Regions from separate parts of the Mus musculus genome. Here all the other regions are linked to region 3. The links are chromatin contacts, called in public HiChIP or PLAC-seq and promoter capture Hi-C maps. All regions are on one chromosome and are shown on one strand. Each heading gives the region's core, a stretch centred on a gene start, on an enhancer-like site or on the middle of the called end of the contact. The rest is flanking DNA. Distances are from core to core; before and after follow the strand shown.

Region 1 (3,958 bases), core at 1,088-3,587, 170 kb after region 3:
CCTGGGTTACATGCTAAAGAAACAAACATACAATAACAGCAAAAAGCCAAAAGTTTTCTGTTTAACAAAGTAATTAAATAAGACTTAAGCTACTAAATCCCAAAGTGTGGTATGTCAGGTTACAGAGAAAATGAATTGCTCTAAGTTAGTGAGAAAATGAGTTATTTGTTCTAACAGGGCAATAGAGAAATATCTGACTCCTGTATTATGAAGTTCACCATTATCTATAAACTAAAGACTTTTAGTTTCTTTTTAATGATGTATTTATTTTTAACTTTATGTGCATTGGTGTTCTGCCTGCATGTGTGTTGTGTGAGGGAGCTGAATGCCTGAGTTATAGACAGTTGTGAACTGCCATGTGGGTACTGGGAATTGAACTCAGGTCCTCTGGAAGAGCAGACAGTGCTCTTAACTACTGAGCCATCTCTCCAGCTCTCTAAAGACTTTTACTATCTTTAGAAGATGAACACTGGGAAAAGACAGTACAACGAAGTCATGTCAAAGTCACTCTGAGCATTTTTAGGACACTGAGGGTCCTAACACAGGAAGCCTCTTACCACCCGGTTCCACAAGGCACCCTGTTTACTTTGCATATCTGGAGTGAGGCGGATGTACTGTGTCATCACCATGGCGTTGCCCATCAGGTTCCATAGCGAAGAACTGCTTGTTCCCACACCTATGGGGAGGGGAGAATCAGCCCATAGTCTTCATCAATTGGTTCACAAAGCCAGATCCTACAAAGACTGGAGCCATTATTTTTCCTTTAGTATTATTAATGAATACATGAATTAATGTTTTTCTTTTTCTTTTTGAATGTGAGTCTCAATATTCTGTCTCAGGCTCCTGGACCACAGGTACCTGACATCTCACCAAACTTCCTTCAGCTAAATTCTTCAGCTGAAGAATCCAACCCACCACAGAGCTGTCATTTACACATGGCACAGTAACAGTAGTTGAGATCTGTATGTGTGGGTGAACTTTAGCACTATGAAAGGACAAAAATTTTGTCATTTATATTAAAAGAGATATATTCTCAAAAGCCTATGAGCTTAAACATATTCTTTTAAAATCAATCTTTCAGGCCGGGCAGTGATGGCACACACCTTTAATCCCAGCATTTGGGAGGCAGAGGCAAGCGGATTTCTGAGTTCGAGGCCAGCCTGGTCTACAGAGTGAGTTCCAGGACAGCCAAGGCTACACAGAGAAACCCTGTCTCGAAAAACAAAATAAATAAATAAATAAATAAATAAATAAAATTTAAAAAATAAAATAAAATCAATCTTTCAAGTGTAGCTGATTATCCCCAAATCCCTTAGACTAAGTATAAGTACCCCCAGGGTGAAAAACCAGACTAACCCATAGTATCAGCAGGGACCAACACTAAGGAGGTACTACAACCAACCAGTAAAATAATGACATCTTAGTAACAGAAATGACATCTTAGTAACAAAAATTCAAACTGCTTTCTGCAGTTTAAATTTGTGTTTCCTGCACCCCCTATCCACAGCTCTGCGAGAAAAACAAACTTGTATTAAGCTCTAACAGCATTAATTTCTCTTCTTTGTAGACACCTGTGTCAATTTTCTGACACTGAGCTGTGCTTAGAGATCTAGAAATCCCTGAAGAGAGCAATGCTAACCAGCCTCTTTCATCATCAGGGCTCGCGGCCTGGGAAGGAAGGAGCAGGTGTTCTAACCAGCAAACAGACTTTTTTCCCCCTCTCCTTCCTCAGTCCGACCGAGTTCTACCCGGGTTCTTGCTTTCTATCCAGAGCAGCCACCACTCTATCCCGACACCGGCTCATCGCTAATGGTCCTCAACCATCCCTCATTTATCTCAGTTCTCTCTCCTCATATTTCTGTCCAACTCCAAACACCTCTTCCTTCGAGCCTGACACTAGTGACAGCTGAGAGCCCTACCTAGACCTACTAGAAACTTCTAGCGCTCGGAAAGGGGCGGGGGTGGGGGGCGGACCCTTGTCCTTCGGACCTGTGGCTCTTCAAAGGAGCGGAGATCCTCGGGGCGCCCCCTCCCGCCGGGGACTGCGTCCTCGAGCTCAGTCCCGACTCGGTCCCCAAGCCCTCCCTGCACGACCACCTCGCCCCGGGCGCCTCACCCTGGTAGGGCTTCGACAGCGAGTGCTCCCGTTTCAAGTACTCCACCGCTTGACCCGCCCTGACATGCCGCGGCCCCGGCCCAGACCCCAACAGAAGGAGAAAGAGCAAAAGCTTGGCCCCGTCCCGAGCCCACGCGCGCCGCCGCCACCGCTGCCACCAGGAGGGTCTCGAAGCCGCCGCCATCTTTCCCACCGCCGGCCCTTCATCAAAAAGCCCGCCCCGTGGCCCAACCCATTGGCCTGCGGAACCATCGGCCCGATCTCCCATTGGCTCCTGGAGAGTTCCCTCCCCCGCAGGTGAGTATCCCACCGATTGGCTGACTAGTAGCAGTTGCCTTGCCAACCCAGGCAAGGGGCGTTGCCGAATGTCCAGACTCCCTTCTCTGCTTTTGTCCCAGGCTTCACCAGGCCTGCTAGTAATAGAGATTCTTAGTTTGTTTCTGCATTCTATAGTAAATTTAAAGCGATAAAACATTTTTTTTTCCCGATTGTCACTGCCATTTGTACCTACCTGGCCGCCAAGCTAACAGCCAAGAGGGCATAGAAGTAAAAAGAAAAATAGACAAATCCGTGACTAAAATGAGTGGAAGGAACTGAAGACTAGCTGTGTTGGTAAAGAACTTGACTTACGATGTGGGAAGGCATTAGGTCATCCCAGCACTCTGGAGACTGAGGCAGGAAGGTGAGGAGTTCAAAGTCAACACAGTGAGTTAGGGAGTGACCTAAGTAATTCATTAGAATGAAACGACTGGTTCCAGGGTGGTGGTGGTGCACGGATTGTATCCCAATGCTTGGAGGCAACGGTATTTGGATCTCTGAGTTTGAGGCAAGCCTGGTCTACAGAGCAAGTTCTAGAATAGCCAAGGCTACACAGAGAAACCTTGTCTCAAACAGGCAAACCAAACCAAAGAAACAAACATCTGGCAAACTGTCTCAAACAGGCAAACCAAACCAAAGAAACAAACATCTGGCAAACTGTAAAATGTGTAAAGGGCAGCCTGGGTTACATGCTGGGTTGACGAGCACAATCAACCAACATCACATGATGATATTTATAGAAATTAAGTGTATGCTAAATTCTGTGTGAATTTTCAGGGTTACATGCTTTTATTGTGCAAACCTTGTTCCTTGATTTAAAATGATTGGTTAAATAGAATTGACTACAGCCAATTACTGGAGGGAGGGATTAGAGGTAGGTGGGTTTTAAGTTACTTAGTTGAGGGTGGAGAAGAGAGCAGAAGGAAGAGAAACCAGGGGAGAAGAGGAAGAACGAAAGAAGGGGAGGAAGCCTCCAGGAGACGAGATGGACTATGAGTCCATGGCCAGAAGAAGCAGCCAAGTACTTAGGCTGTACCACTGGGGAGGTAGCCAGGCCAGCAGTTAGAAGAGTAGATTAGGGGTTACCCCTAGAAACTGTCAAAGCCAAATAAAATAACCATAGTCTGAGTCTCACTTACTTGTAAGCTGGTCAGGGATAAACTTAAATTGGTTGTACTACACCCCAGAGTTCATATTTCACCAAGTTCCAGCTTCCTGCCTGATTGCTCACTTCTTTCAGAAAACTAGCTTCCTCTTACCTACTTCCTCCTGGAGGCCTCCCTCGACCCCACTCAGACCCGACCGTGTGTGCATTGCTGAGCTCTGACTCTGGTCCATAGATAGCTACAATGGACTTATCAGACTTGTGTCTACATCTTCCCAATAGACACAGTCAAAGCTAACTCTCTTCCAAACATGAGTAAATTTTACAGAGAAACAAGATGTGAGCTTGCCTCAGAGAAGATCAACTCTTGAAAGCTGACAAAGCTACCGATCTTTTACAACCCTATCTCGAGACAGATA
Region 2 (3,932 bases), core at 870-3,369, 220 kb after region 3:
CGTGTTTGCTCACTATGTCATCGAGCCTGACATCAGATTTATTCTGTAGTCTAGCCTGGGCTTGAACTTGTGGTGATCCTCCTGCCCCAGCCTCCTGAGTACTAAAATTGCAGGCATGCGCCACTACACCCAGCTTCTGTAGTGCTTCTAACTTTTATTTGTTTTGTTTTGTGCATACCGTGAATCACTGGCTCCTCCAATAAATTTAGGCCTGAGTCGTCCTTTATGGCAGCTGCAATTCTTTGTTATAAATACTGGTTGGATCTTCCTAGCTGCACCTTGTATACTCTATGAGTATTTCCTTAGTAGTCACTTCCTAGGGATGGAAGAAAGTGCTGAGTCCAAGGTCTTTGCACATTGAACATGTTAATATATGTTGCCATGTTCCTGAAGAAAACATTTCAACTCCTATCAGTAATGACCAGTTCTGTTAATGCATAGTACCCATCTGACAAATCGAAACGCCACCCCTCCTGTAGATTACTGGGTTGGGTCCCTAGCACTGCCAAAACAAAGCAGTAGACTGGTAGGTAAATTTTAACACCCAAGGTAATTTGCATTTCCTTGGATTAACTTGTATTTATTAATTTGTATTTAAAATTAAGTTTGTAGGCAGGAGAATTGCAGTGAATGTCAGGCCAGCCTAGGCTATAAAGTTTCAGTCTACCATGAGGTACAGATGGAGACCCTATATAAAAAAAAAAGGGGGGGGTAGGGTGGAGTTGACAAAGAGATGGCTCAATGGCTAAACAAACTCAACTTGTGATTTTTCTAATTGGTTTATAAAGTGATATGGACTGGCTTAGTTAACCCAATACCTCTCAGTGAATAGTCTCCTTTTGCTTTTGATTTAGATGTCAGATTTGTAATCTGATATTTCTTTCTCTCTCTCTCTCTCTCTCTCTCTCTCTCTCTCTCTCTCTCTCTCTCTCTCTCTCTCTCCGGCCGGTGTGCCAACTGGAGGTTTTATTTTGTTGGTTTTAAAAGCAAGGTCAGCTTGGTTGGCCTGAAGCTCACTGTAGCCCAGGCTGCCTCTGCCTTCTAATTGCTGGGCTTTATTTCTGAACTCTCTCACTGGTTTGCCCAGCCCAGCTGTAATCACAGTCGTCTTATTGCCAGGCATGGCAGCATGTGCCTGTGGGAGAGGCTAAGGTGAGAGGATTACATGATCCCAGGAACCCAAGAGTTTGACAGAAGCCTGGGCACCATCATGAGACCCTCATATTGAAAATATGATTTGGGCGTATGAGCTGTCTCTTGTTTTACAAGCCTGACCTACCTGAGGTAGAACCCTAGAAGCCACATAAATATGGAAAGAGAACCAACTCCACAGAGTTATCCTCCAACCTCCTGCATGTACTGTGGTATACCCTCTCCACCCCCAACATACATACACCCGTAACAATAATAAGTGACATTATTAAGGTATATACATAAAATTAATTAGATTAAATTAAGGGCTTCTTTTAGTATTCCTTTCTGTTGTGACTGACCAGTTTCTGTCTTGGCATGGGTGTCTCAGGCCAGCCCCAAGCTATGGATAAAGTGATCTCTAATGTTTGAATGGCTAAGGTGAGAGGGTTGTGAACTGAAGACCTTTCTGTGGAACCACAGATGGCTCTCAAGCTCCCATAGCCTGTGGGACAGCCTGAGCTCCTGGGCAGTTGGGTGACTGATTCTCTTGTCTCTTCTCTGGGGGAATAGGGATGTGGCCACGTCTCTCCCTCGCCTGCCCACTCACGTGGCTCCTCTCAGTGCTCAGCAACCCCACTTTTTCTTTGTTATTTATTAGGATTAATTATGATTATTTTACATAGGCTCTCACTTGGGCCCTTGTGTTTGCTTCAGTGCAAGCAGTTTACCACCTGCACCATCTCCCAGCCTCCCACTGCCTTCCTACGGCCTAGGAAACCCAGCATGACTGAGCACAGCCTACCCAGCAACTACAGCCTTGTGGTCTCCTAGCCTCTGCCAGGTCACTCGCCCAGCCTGGGAGGAGCATGGTCACCACGTAGATGAAGCTATGATAGTGGATGAATGGCCCCAGTCTTCCCAGGCTGGAAGGCAAGGAGTTTGTCCCACTCTGGCTCAGGCCTCTCCCACCCCTAAGAGCTGGGAAGGGCGGCTGCTCCTCCTGCTGGCTGAGGTCAGCACTATTAATAGCCAGCTTAATCCTGCTCAGGCCTGGGGAGAGGGAGGAAAAGGAGCCGGTTGCCAGGAAGTCAGAGTGTCCAGCCATCTGTAGGTGCAGACCGGTGACCCAAGGTGTGGTGTCCAGTCACCAAGTTAACATCCAGGACCCGTTGCGGGAACTTGGGATTTTGCCTTATTGGGTGGCCCAGTGAGGAGGTCGCCTAGGATGCCACCATCTCTGATAGTAAGATCCCTTGTCTGGTCCAGGGTTTCTTCCCAGGGGAAAAGTAGCTAGACTGATGGGGGCCTTTGGACTTTGAAACCCAGAACCCAGTAGCACATTTCCTTATAGTCTTTAATGGATTGTAAAAAAAAAAAATTTTATGGGAGGGAGGAAGACATGGCAGTTTGCTAAAATAAGTGTCGTTCAGGGTGGGGTTCTGGCCTTCTAGGGCTCTGGAGACTCCCTTTTAAAATCTGGGTGGGGGTTTGGAGCTCCTGCATACTGGGTATAAGGAAGCCTTCAGGGTTAGCTGGGACGATGTGTAAGCTTCGGGCAGAGATGACAGATGTGCCACAGCTGGGGATGGTGGCATACTTATGTAAGGCAGGAGGATGAGAAGTTTAAGGCCATCATATGCTACATAGTGAATTCAAGGTGAACTTGGCCTATATGAGACCCTGTCTCAGAAAACTGAACTAAACAAAACCAGATGCGACACGGGAAAGCTGGAAGCAAAGGGTGTCGCCGAGGGACTTGGGTTATAGGTTCTTTCTCCCTCTGCCTCCACCTTTTAACCCCTTCCGTGTGAATCAGGGCCATAGGGCAGGGGTGGGGTAGGGTGGGGTGGGGTGGGGTGGAGTGGGGGAGTGGAAACTCACTTATGGCTGGCTGGGAAGGGGAAGGTTCCTCCTGGCTAGTTCTGGGACAAAGGTCAGTAAAGGGTAGAGTGGGCAAGCTTGCCTCAAGGTAGGACCTGATACACTTAAGGACAGCCAGGATTCTAGGGTGCCTCTTTCCTGTGGTCCCTCCCACTCAACTGTCCCCTTTTCAAACAGTGCTGGTACTTAGGACATCGGGAGAAGCAGTGTTAGAATGTTTTTACAGTATTTCCTTGCATTTTGCTTTATTTCTATGTGTGAGGGCATGTGCATGCTATGATGCACATGTGCATATGTCAGAAGTTAACTTTGGCTTGCTGTCTGTTCGCTCCACCAGGTGGGTTCTCTGTATTAAACTCAAGCCTCAGGCTGGGCCACACCCTTACCCACCAAGCCATCTTGCAGACCTTAGAGTGCTGTCTTATTATTTATTTATTTTTATGTGTTTTTGTGTCTGTGTCTGTGTGTGAGCATATGCACACGCATGCAGGTACCTGTGGAGGCCAGAAAAGGATGGTAAATGTCCTAGAGTTGTAGTTTCTGGCAGTTGTGAGCCACCAGTCCTGAAAGAGCAACTCACGTGCTTAGCGCTGAGCCATCGCGATAGCCTCCACTCTCAGAGCCTCTTCTTTCTAAAGTTACTTTGTGTGTTCCTTTTGACTATAAAATTAATACAGTTAGTTATGGAAATGTGGAATGTCTGTATAAAAAAGGGAATAATGAGAAAGCCCATCCTCAGGTTACACAATATGAAACTGCTGTTTTGGGGCTAAAATTAGCCAAGTACCAGCAATTATATATGGACAACCAAATATTAGTACTTTGTTATATTTCCTCTTTGAGAAGTGAAATTTCCAGCTGTAAATGCATCATTTAAATACTCTTAATTTCTTATTTCAGCCACAGCTCAAGTTCCA
Region 3 (3,826 bases), core at 937-3,436:
GGACAGAGGACTGGAAGAATTGCTCTGGGAGAGGGAGACCTTCAGTTCACTGCCCCCATCTACTTCCCAGAAGAGAGGCAGGAGGATGGCTGATGGATATCAGTTCAGAAGAAGGGGGACTGCCCCAGGAATGGCCTCTGAGGGCACAAGAGTCCCAGGAAAAGAAAGCCTTGGCCTGGTTGGCAGCTTGCATGGGCAAAGCTCCATCCCCACTTAGGAGCCTTCCCAGGGATCTTTGGGAACCATGTCCTGTGTCACAGGGAAGAAGCTGAAGGGGACATGCTGCTGCCCCCGTGGGTCCCTAGGTGAGCAGTTAAACCACCTTCTCTCTTCTGCATGCTCAGGCCTTGTGTCCCTCTCTGGGTGTGGCTCCCAGGAGGTACCACCACTGGCAAGCCACAAGGGGCCTCTTAAGGCCTGGACTTGCTACACGCACTCTCTCATATGGCTTGTTTGGTTATTCACTGAGCACACGACCCAGATGGAGTAGAGCTGAAGGCCACCCTTACCCTGCCAGTCTCTCAAAGGCCTGCAGGACTTTGTCCCCCACAGAAGCCGCACCTTCCCTTTACACTGAGCACGGCTTCCTGGCTTTAGAGCTGGGTCACAGTGGCACGAAAGGGGTGGACACTTTTCTTCTGCCTTCCTCCTCCTGCAGAGACTGGCAGGCATCTTGGCCCTTTGACTGAGCAACCTGACAGACCCCACTGCTGGGCTGGGCTATGGCAGAGGTGGGCACAAGCTAAACGTGGCTCTCTAATTGGGTGTGTCCTGGTTGGCAGGGTTGGCACAGGGTTCAGAGTACTGTCTATCAAGAACTAGAGAATTCCTGTTCTAGACCCCATTTTTAAGCCAGGTCCTGAGGTTCCATACAATAGAGAGGTAGTCCTTCTCCAGTGACCCCCACCTTTGTGCTACCCACTGACGGAGGCTGGCCTGGATCTAGACTGCTAGGAAGTTGGGACAGGCCAGCCATGTCTGTAGGGTCATCTCCAGGCCTGGGCAGATGAAGACAAATTATAGTCTCTGCTGCAAGGCTCTGGGGATTTTAGTGATGGATGCTCAGCCACCTGCTCCGTGATGGCCTCCTAACTGCCAGCACCTTCAGCATCAAGGTCTTTGGGATGCCAGGCACCCAGTCAGCCCTTTGCAGAATCCTGTTCTCCCCTCTGCACCCCAGCATGCAGAGCTTGGGGAAGCTCAAGAAAGGTCCCTTCCTGTCCTCCCAGCCCCAAGGAGACTGTGGGCTCAGCTACACAGTTTCAGTCCCTCTCCCTCTCCCACTCCCTCCTCCCTCCTCTCCCTCTCCCACTCCCCCCCCCCCACATCTGTACCTGTTATACCCCATCCCTTTTGGCATTGTTACTGCCCTGCCTTGAATCCAAACACAGCTGCCACAGCAGAGGTGGCTCTGGGCGTGGCCGCCCACTGTGAGCAAGCCTTGGGTGCTTGCCAAGGGCCCTACACAGGGGCACTGATTGGCTTGGGGGGGCAGGTCTAGGGTGCCTGGTCCCCGTCTCTGTTCTAAGGGGTGGCATGCTATTTCCTGCTCACTCACCAGGCCCCTCTGCTAAGGGGACACGTGACCACAGGTACTGGTGTCTCAGAGAAACTTCTTATCTCATTACTATTTAGATATCTACATTTGGAGTCCTAAAGGACAGCAGGGTGGTGGCATAGTCCCAACCTTCAGACGAGAAAAAAACCAAGAGTCCAGGGACAAAAATGACTTGTCCACATTGCCACCGACAATTTGGCAAGGCTGAAATCCCTCGTTTTTCCACCGGCCTCCTAAGCTCTCCCCTTTTCCCCACCCCAGCCTTGATTCTCCCTTATCCAGTTCCTAGATAAAGACTGCTTACAGGTAGTGGGTGGGAAGGAGGGGTGTGTATCTCCGCAGCCATCTTGGACCAGACACCCCGCTTCTGCTGGGTTCCTGGGAAGGCAGGAAGCTCTCGCCCTCGCGCAGCCCAGACCATGGAGAAACCCACTCTAGGAGCCAATGAAGTCTCTGATCTCCCCTTTCCAGACCTCCCACCTGTACTCCATGCAGTCAGGACTCCAGAAGCCAGCTCAAGGCATACGGGAAATCTACTTACTGGCCTCAGGGCTGAGGAGAGAACCCATCAGCCTGAGCTCCTCCTGGGGCACAAGTCCCTGGGTCTGAAGATGTCTGTGAAGGCCAGTGGTCAGGGTTACAAGACTCCGGAAGGTTCCCCTTTTATAGGCTGGAGCTCACGTTACAGAGTTGTTGATTAATTAGATGCTGTCACGCATGACGATATCCGGGACTTTCCCCATGACCTCTCGTGGCTCACAGTGGACTGCTGCTGCAGCAGGCTGGTCTGAGATAAGAAGGGAAGCAGGGGCTGTAACTGTGGCTGCAGCAGACGGTTTTCTGTTTGACTTCTAAGCAGCCCTTGTCTGTGAATTATAATCGCATGTTAGTAAACACCCGTGCCGCCGCCACGCCCTCCCCCACTCTCCCCAACAAAGACTTTGGTGGTCCTGGTCTGGGATGAGATCTGGGCATTGGGAGTTTCAAGAGCATGCAGGAACTTTGATTAGCAGCCGGCATGGTGTCCAACCCCACATAGAGAAGGTGCGCAGCGCTGCTGAAGGTTAACTGATTGAGCTAAATCCTAGGACCTGTGAAGGTGAGGCCGCCCAGTGGCAAGGTTGGTTTGGGGGCTTACAACCCCACCCCCACCCCACCCCCCCTCCCCGCCAGATTAGGTCTTTCTTGAGATTCCAGATCAAAGCCACAATTCTGTGACTTCTGTGGCCCCTTTAAGAAAGGAACGGGGAGGGGGGGGGGCTGGCGAGATGGCTCAGTGGTTAAGAGCGCCGACTGCTCTTCCGAAGGTCCGGAGTTCAAATCCCAGCAACCACATGGTGCCTCACAACCATCTGTAACGAAATCTGATGCCCTCTTCTGGAGTGTCTGAAGACAGCTACAGTGTACTTACATATAATAAATAAATCTTTAAAAAAAAAAAAAGAAAGAAAGGAACAGGAGCACCTGGAAATGACAGTGAGCTAGACAGGACGGGGGGGGCGGGGGGGGGGCGGGGGCGGTTCGACTGAGGAGGGAAATAGAGGGCTGGAGACCCAGGTTGTGTCTGCTGTATTACCTTATGCAGATCCCTTCCTCTTCTTGAGGTCTGATGTTCTGGTTTGGGGACCTTTTCCAGCCAGCATGTGGTGCCTAAGTGAGAAGAAGTGGCCAGGGGAAGGTGAGTGTTATCAGTGTAGCCCTGGTTACCTTAGACATTGCTGTAACCCCTGGACTTTCTTTTTCCGGCCACACCCTTGCTGAGCGCCCTTTGTCACTGCACTAGATGTATAACTTCTGCCAAGACCACAGGTAGCTGCTCTAGAGCCAGTGCCAGTCACCTGGGCCGGAGTCCTGTGGCTTCTAAAGGTTGCAGTTCCCCCGATGCCCCGGCTGGCTCAGTCTAAGAGGTTCAGGCTCCTGGCACCTCCTGGCAGGCACACCAGTCTCTGGACACTTGTGGATGCTCCTCCCTTGCTGGGTTGCTCAGGGCTGGAGCCAAGAGATCCTTGTTGATTAGCCACATCCCCCTAACAGAGGTGTGTGGTGCCCAATCAGGGTGCCTGCTCTGCAGTTTTAGCCTTTCTAGAAAATGACTGGGCTAGCTGCAGACCAGCAGGCAGGTGGTATGGTCCCCAGACAGGACCTGTAGCCTGCTCGGGCTAGCAGCCAGCAAGGCAAAGGCAAGGCCAAAGACACCCACATCCAAGTGAATTTAGCTACCCCACTGACTGGATTCAGGATGTGCCGTTCTAAACAGGCTCCCTACAT

The links. HiChIP or PLAC-seq counts read pairs in DNA pulled down with a chosen protein or histone mark. Capture Hi-C pulls out chosen DNA fragments and counts their contacts.
Region 1: a contact with region 3 is called in a promoter capture Hi-C map of adipose tissue. The contact joins the promoter of Lman2l here to the promoter of Neurl3 in region 3. A contact is called at or near these places in 1 of 39 promoter capture datasets (cranial neural crest), 1 of 484 Hi-C or Micro-C datasets (trophoblast stem cells), 2 of 115 datasets of contacts at active chromatin or transcription factors (effector CD8 T cells and pancreatic cancer cells) and 2 of 9 other capture datasets (adipose tissue and liver).
Region 2: a FOXA1 HiChIP or PLAC-seq map of pancreatic cancer cells shows a contact between it and region 3. The contact joins the enhancer-like site here to the promoter of Neurl3 in region 3. A contact is called at or near these places in 3 of 39 promoter capture datasets (the 3T3-L1 cell line, pre-B cells and stem cell-derived epiblast-like cells), 1 of 484 Hi-C or Micro-C datasets (embryonic stem cells) and 1 of 115 datasets of contacts at active chromatin or transcription factors (pancreatic cancer cells).

Annotation. Positions count from the first base shown.
Region 1 is chr1:36,442,934-36,446,891 of GRCm38.p6, forward strand. Lman2l (lectin, mannose-binding 2-like) reads right to left here and starts at 2,338. Exons shown (of 8, transcript NM_001013374.2): 1 at 2,117-2,338; 2 at 558-676. The coding sequence starts at 2,300.
Region 2 is chr1:36,490,487-36,494,418 of GRCm38.p6, forward strand. The region is part of intron 1 of Cnnm4 (cyclin M4); the gene reads left to right. Among named protein-coding and RNA genes, the nearest start is that of Cnnm3, 19 kb to the right of the region's middle. Within about 2 kb of position 2,120, at least 67 of the 459 cell types and tissues checked have an H3K27ac peak or open chromatin away from gene starts, as enhancers often do. A contact at or near this core is called in pancreatic cancer cells, where this site is marked.
Region 3 is chr1:36,271,239-36,275,064 of GRCm38.p6, forward strand. Neurl3 (neuralized E3 ubiquitin protein ligase 3) reads right to left here and starts at 2,187. Exons shown (of 4, transcript NM_153408.2): 1 at 2,100-2,187. The coding sequence starts at 2,127.